2 separate regions of the Zea mays genome follow, and region 1 is linked to region 2. Evidence: chromatin contacts called from public Hi-C data. All regions are on one chromosome and are shown on one strand. The core of a region is the stretch at or near the end of the contact, and the rest is flanking DNA. Distances in the headings are between cores, read along the strand shown.

Region 1 (3,617 bases), core at 411-2,910, 250 kb after region 2:
CTTATTAAATATCGCGTGTTGTTGTTTATCTTTTGTTACATGCTTCGATAGTTTAAAAATATTATTTATATAGTTTTATTGACTTGGATATGGAAGATCACGAGAAATCTATTTTAATTTAAGTTTGTTTTGACTATCTATAAACTTGTACTTAAATAAAAATCCACATACATATGTTAAATTTTAGGGTATGATGTTTGAGTTGAATTAAGATTCGACTATCTGTTTTGTATTCGTATCTGAAGATATTCGAATTCGTATCCGAATTCGGACAAAAATATGGTAAACTGTGATATTCGTATTCGTATCCATGCGTATTCGATTCGTTTTCACCCCTAATAGCATTTGCATTAGTGACGGCAGCTTGGTATAGGCCAACTCCCGGCCAGGACGCGACGCCAACATACCCCCAAGCCGTCCGCATGGGGGTAGGGGCCTTCCCGTCCTGGCCGATGTCAATTTTGATTTGGGCTTGTGTATCGTGGCTTCTGGTTCAGATTCACTTGTGCTATATAATCACAAACTAAAAACGAAAATCCTTTTTTATGTGTGATGGAGAGCTGCTTAACAAATATTCACAAAACAAAGAGAGATGCAGAAAACAAAATGGAGAGAAAAAGGAAAGAAAATGGCAAAAGAAAAGGAAAAGCCAAACCAGTCCCTCCGTAGCTCCTGCGTACGATGGCATAGCATAATGGGCCGGCACTCATGGGCAACCTCCTGCTGGTGGAACAATGGGCCGAACAGGAAGACATGCGTAGCTGAGAACTGATAGGTCCATGGCGTTGACGTTTAAGGTACAGAGTGACGGCAGCTTGGTACTGGTACAGGCCGTCTTCTGGCCAGGACGCCATCATGGCCCAAACCTCCGCAGGGCCGGGGCGTGGCAGGCCGGTGTCAATTGATTTGGGCCACACACATTCCGTGTGTTTGGGCCATCGTATAAGCAGAGCCAGACGGTATGAGTCTAGCTAGTATTAGTGGAACTAGATTGAATTTATGCAGACATTTTTATTTAGTTTTTTATTAGATACAGTCTTTGTTTGGTTGGTTGTACTGAAACGTGTCTTATTAGAGAAGAGTATATAAAAAACCTTTAAATATTATGTAGCGTGAGTGTTCCTAAAATTCTTAAGAAACATAAATATAAAATCGATAGGTTGGGTGATCGAATCTTTAAATTGGAAGATATAACTTAAAAAAAACTACCTAAAAAGTGTTTCTCGTGTGCTATGTCGCTGCAAACCATCAGTCTTGCGTACGCTCGGTAGGAGCGTCCCGCGCGGTTCTAGGTGTGCCCGATTTTTGTTTTCATACGTGGAGCTTGGATGTGTAAAGAAGCGAACCACAGAAACACAGCTTTACATATGTGCGGGTGTAACTTATGTACTCATACAGTCTACCAATCACGCGGACTGTGAACCATGCGACACGCTGCTAGTACGAATGTACGATGGCGTGGCAGATGCCGCACGTGACACGTCATACTTTTGAGTGCTGGCATCGCAAAAAAAAAATGTCGGAGAGAATTGAAGAGGCTAAAATATCTTTCGGCCACCTGAGCGGAGTCGGTTCGTTGCATGGGCAGGGGGGCTGGCCGCTGGCACCGCTACTGGTGATGGAGGAGCGCTACGAGCCGCGGGGGAGATCATCGACGACAGGATAGCAAAGCGGGCATGTGCGTGCGAGCGCGATCCCAAGGCACATGGAAACACGGCCTCTCGAGGCAGGAAAAGGAAAAGCCGAGGGCCCGACCGATCGCGCTCGCTCGCGCCATCAGAATCCGCATCCGGTCTCGGACCGTCGCACGGGCACGCCAAACCTGTTGCTGTTTGGCTGGCGCTCTACTACTACTATGCTCTACTCCCTCCGGTTTCCTATTAGTTGTCGTTTTGGATAAGGTTCGAGTCAAACTTATAAAATTTTGACTACAAATAACTATTTTGTTATTTAGTTTTGGAACCTAATATTTATATGCGCCAATTTGTCATAAAAAGTACTTTTATAAAAATATAAATGTATTAAGAGTTCATTTGTATTTTAACAAAAAACATTGGTCAAAGTTATATTTTGGAGACCGTGTCGTTGTCCTAAACGACAACTAACAGGAAACCGGAGGGAGTAAGTACTAACGCTAACGCACACTAGAGAAGAAAGTCTCTGCACCCTCGCAACTGTTAAGTAACCCTAGTTAGGGTTATGTGGGCAAATACCTGCTTTGCCCCTGAGGGGTCTCACATCTCTATATAAGGAACATGTACACCACGTCATAATAGAGAGATCAGAAAGAGGCCAGAGGCCCAACCCTATATCATGTGTCTCGTGTGTTTCCTCTGTCGTGTTTATGGGAAGGGAGACGGGTCTTCTACAACTTCTTGCGCCTCTACTGTTGACGGGAGGGAAGGGAGCGGATCTGGTGATCCGTGGTAACGTAGTTCTCAACACGTTATCAGCACGCTCTACCTCGACGTTGCTGCGAGATCAGATCTGCATCAACTCTCCGTCAAGCCGGCAGGTCCTCCGGCCTAGCCGAACTGTCCTACGCGACAGCCTTCGAATCCTCTTCTACGCAATCGAGTTGTATGCTTCAATTAGATCTATTGTTCTTGATCTGCTTGTGTACACGCGCTATTATCTGTACACCATGAACTAGCCATCACCGCCATGGTGCTACGTCCTCTCTGGGCCTCGCTGGCGCCGGAAGCGCCCGCGTCGGTGGCTCACGTGGGCCGCACATACGCCGAGAGTTGTGGCTGGCCGAAGCCGTACCTATAGTGCCTGGGCACGCGTCGTACTGGAAGTGTCGCGCCGGCGCCAGAAGCCACGCAGCGTTAGGCAGCGCCGCACGTCGGTGGCCTGGCCTGTAGTCTACTGCTTCATCGCATGCTCAACAACCTCCGGTTTCTCAGGCGCACCAACAGAGAGAGAAAAAAACTGTTGCGTTGTGCGTGGGCTCCACCACACCTCGCCGCATGCGTCTCTCACACCGTTCCTTCACGTTGCATGCGCATGTGGTTAGGAATTTGCAATCGTGGTGCGTTCTTGTGTGAAGAAAGGAGAGAGCAGTTAAAAAAAATGGGCCCCACAATCTTGCATGTGCGCATGCACGCATGGGCGTTATGTCTTGTTTATGATCTAGTCAAATAGGCTTGTTTAAGGTTTATGTGTCCAACACGTGAACAAAATCCCTATTTATTTTACGCAATTTTCCTTATATTTTATATGGATAATTTTATTTTTGCTAAATTTATACAAGTTTAAATTGTATGCATGCTTTATGTAATTGTCTCTACCTTAACTAATTATTTCCTGTAGCAAATAATTAGTAGAAAATGCATGCTTAAATATAGAAAAATACTTTTTTACATCTCATGATGTGTTATGTTCATGTATTAATTTTGGTTTTTTTCTGCTTTTATATCCCGTAGTAGATAATTAGCAGAAATTATTAAAATACATGTGAAGGTTATATCGTGTATACTCAAATCGCTCTAAATATTTGCTATGTGTTGAGCATTCGGACTCACATCGAGCGATTAAATTATATAGTGGGTACTCAGACACGTCGATCAGACTACGTTATTAATCGACCGAGTTATGGCATTGGCTGAGCACTG
Region 2 (3,579 bases), core at 499-2,998:
TAACAAACATTTAATTATTTATGACACTAAATAAGTATGCTTAGAATCTTAGATTAATTATAAGATATTTTTATAATACATCTATTTGAAATAAAATACATTTATACCCTTTTCAATGAATTTGGAGCTAAACCAGAGCTGCGATAGTATTTTAGAGCGATAAGCTCAAAGTCTTGTCAACATCAATGTGGTACCGCGCTGAAAGATCATTCACAAGTTTCGCTCGAGACCGAGGGGACCTCACGGATTAAATTTGTCTTAGTCAGGGACGGAGCCAAAAAAAAGTTTAGGAGAGACTGAACTAAATTGCTGCAGTATAAAATCTCATTCTACATTATATTGTATATATTTTAGATTAGGGGAGACTGTAGTGGGGCTCCATGGGATCAGAAGCGGTAGGGGGCTCGAGCCCCGCCCGCCCCACCGCTGGATCCGTCCCTGGTCTTAGTTAGACTGGATTGAGGCAAAAAATTAATCCAGCTAATCAATATTATATTAATATAAATAAACTTATCATTCCAGCTATGAAACAGTTCCAATGAAACCGTTCTGAAGTAAACAAACATGCTATACTGCGTGGTATTGTGACCATTATTATCTGCTCATGATTTATAATTTTCTGTATTTTAAAGGCCACTGCATTATTAGAAGAAAACAAAACCTAGTTGCAGGCTGTGTTATATTTTGCATTTCGTGTATTGCGCCTGGTGCAAAATAGATGTACTAGAATGTTTTGAACCGAAACTGTTGACGACGCTTTCACCATTTATATTGTACACAAAAGTATGTACTTTTGCCGCCACCGTTCAGATAATAAACCCGTCATTTACATTGAAAAATTCGAACCGAGTATGTTCGGGAGATGACATTTTGGAACCTGATATATTTTATATTTCTAAAAATACACAGTACACGTTATGTTGTGTTTTAATCTAAAAATACAGTTTGTTACAGAGAGTGTATTTTTTGGAATGAAGAGTGATTTTCAAAATAAAATTTTGAGGATCTAGTGTACAACATAAAATTGGACTTTTTTCATTCATGCATACAGATCAAAGTGGTATTGATAGATAAGTCAAAAGCCAATCAATTAAAACTGGAGTGCTAGAGAAAATATTCACTGAATGCCTGTACTAAAACATTACACAAAAAAAACTATAAGGGAACTCACCCCAGCAGTTTACATTTTGGTAAATTCCGTTTCTGTCATTCTCCTAATTGCAGTTATTAGGTTTAGGCCTACACACACTCAATACTTGCATCGATCAGTCAGTCCATATTTTTTGTATTTACTGATCATTGTTAATTTGTTATCACATGCCTTTGTTCACAGAGCCTATTTTTCTAACCTAGTCTGAGATTAAGGGCTTGTTTGGTTTATGACTAACTGTGCCCCACTTTGCCTAAGGTTAGTCGTTCGAATTGAATAACTAACCTTAGTCAGAAAAGTTAGGCAAAGTGTGGCAATTGAGGTAGCGAACCAAACATGCCCTAACAGCGACAAATAAAAGTACAACGCAATATTCGGGTGTTCTAGCGTTTCCGAATTCCGAGTCTCTGTTCTCCTAATCTCCTCTCACCTGCTAGTTCCATGTTGAATTTGATTGCACTGTTTATTACAGAAGGCTAGCTGCCGTTTGGTCCACTGGCTTGTTGCTTTGCTGACACCTGACAGAACAGTGGACCCTCGTCCCTAGGAGACGTCGCTATCCCAATGTGTTGTCGAACGCTCAGCTATTCGTGTTTTCTGTGGCTCCCGTTGGCTCAGAGCTCTGCCCCACCGGCCCCACGCATAATAATATTCCCGCCACGGAAACAGTCCTGGAACACGGCGCTGGGCATCACTTAGCTTCTGCACATACACATGTATATATGCGCACGTTTCTGCATGTTTCATCACTGTCAACTTTGACTCTGTATGATTATTTCTCCCCTGCTCTTAACTATTCCTGTAGTCCGTACATATACGAGACAAGTGAAATGTGCTGTACATAACAGGAAACATAGGAACGTCCGATAAACTATTTATTTTCCATCGTGTAAAGGGCCTCCATCGAAGGTAATAACAGTCGAACATAAGACTTATGCCTGACACCTATCAGATAAGCCATCAGATACAAGGCTTACATTTGATGAGTTTCAGATAAACTATCGGAGAAAACATTTTAAAGAAATAATGATCCGACCGCTGTTTTAGTTCTCCACTCTTCCTCTCTCTCGCTCGTACTCTCTCCCTTCCACTCGGACGCTCATCGCCGACGCCTCCACCTCGCACACTGTGCTCCTCAATACCGCCCCCGCACCACCCAAAGCCTATTGCGCCCGCATATCATGCGTGCCATCGTCAAAAGCCACGCATGGTCGGCCTCGTCCTCGTAGCCGTTATTGCCCCTAGCCGTTGTTGCCCCTATAGAAAGCCACCACCACCATTCGCTAAGGAAGTACACTATTTGCAGAATTGTGTAAATGTGTTGATTGATTGTAGTTAGTTTACGTACAAATAATTAATTTATATGTTAAAAATTGTGTAGTGTGTTATTTCTGATGGCCAAAAAGTGATTACACAATTTATTTATATTGTTTTAGTTCACTTAGAGGTGCTTAGATAAGCTAAATTTGTAATTTTCGAGAGTATTTGTGACAACGCATGGGCTCGAGGGTAGTTTTGGTAGCATATCCCCTTTGTTCTCCGTTGCACCATTTTTAGGCATAGAAATTGTAACACCCCGGGATCCACAAACACCCCAGAATGCTACTAAACTACACATCTAACATTCATATATAAAATTTCGACAGCATCCCCTTTGAAAATTGCATAAACGGGAAAGCAACAAAATATAAATAGATATCATGATAAGAAAACATAATAGACATTAATAATCTGCTAGCAATGTAAAGACAACTATAACGACATGAACTAAATCAACCAGTGCGCACAACTAGTTAGAAACAACATTCTTTGACAACAAGTTTCTAATTAAATCATGACTGCGCCTAATCAGCGTTATTATGAGAGTGAAGGTGGATGTGCTGCTACTTCCCACTTCCCTTGATGAGCAACAAGCACCTACATTGAGTAATGCAAGAGTGAGATGAAACATCTCAGCAAGCGAATTGTTTTGACAAGATATTTAAACCACAAATTGAATTAATCAACGTTTTAAAATAATCACAATTAAGATCAGAAATACTTGTAGATATAGAACTCAGTAGTCCCAATATAACCAATACCATCTCATTTACTCGAACAACCACAATAGTTTGTATAACACTTCCCTGCGTCAATAATACCTGCAAATATCACTTCAATGTATGCATAGGAATGCAAAGTGTAGGTACTCTGTCTTCATACCTCTGAGGGTATAAAACCCCATCATCTGCAAATATCACTTCAATGAATGCATATGAATGCAATACATATGTCCTCTGCCTTCATACCTCTAAGGGTGTAATATCCCAAAAACATTTTTGGACCAAAAGTTGATCTACGGTGCCTAGATGTGGGAAAGGGTTGTGGGCCGTTGGATGCAAAGGCAGAAGTCATCTGGGGCGTCGGTTCTTTTCTCCCACAAAAGCCTA

Evidence for each region. A called contact is a pair of places that touch in the nucleus more often than the background predicts.
Region 1: a contact with region 2 is called in a Hi-C map of ear, with 2.6 times the contacts expected there. The contact joins two enhancer-like sites. A contact is called at or near these places in 2 of 25 Hi-C or Micro-C datasets (ear and tassel).

What each region holds. Positions count from the first base shown.
Region 1 is chr7:124,999,296-125,002,912 of Zm-B73-REFERENCE-NAM-5.0, forward strand. No RefSeq gene overlaps it. Among protein-coding and RNA genes, the nearest start is that of LOC103632797, 11 kb to the right of the region's middle. Within about 2 kb of position 1,661, at least 17 of the 20 cell types and tissues checked have an H3K27ac peak or open chromatin away from gene starts, as enhancers often do. A contact at or near this core is called in ear and tassel, where this site is marked.
Region 2 is chr7:124,749,828-124,753,406 of Zm-B73-REFERENCE-NAM-5.0, forward strand. No RefSeq gene overlaps it. Among protein-coding and RNA genes, the nearest start is that of LOC103632796, 84 kb to the right of the region's middle. Within about 2 kb of position 1,749, at least 15 of the 20 cell types and tissues checked have an H3K27ac peak or open chromatin away from gene starts, as enhancers often do. A contact at or near this core is called in ear and tassel, where this site is marked.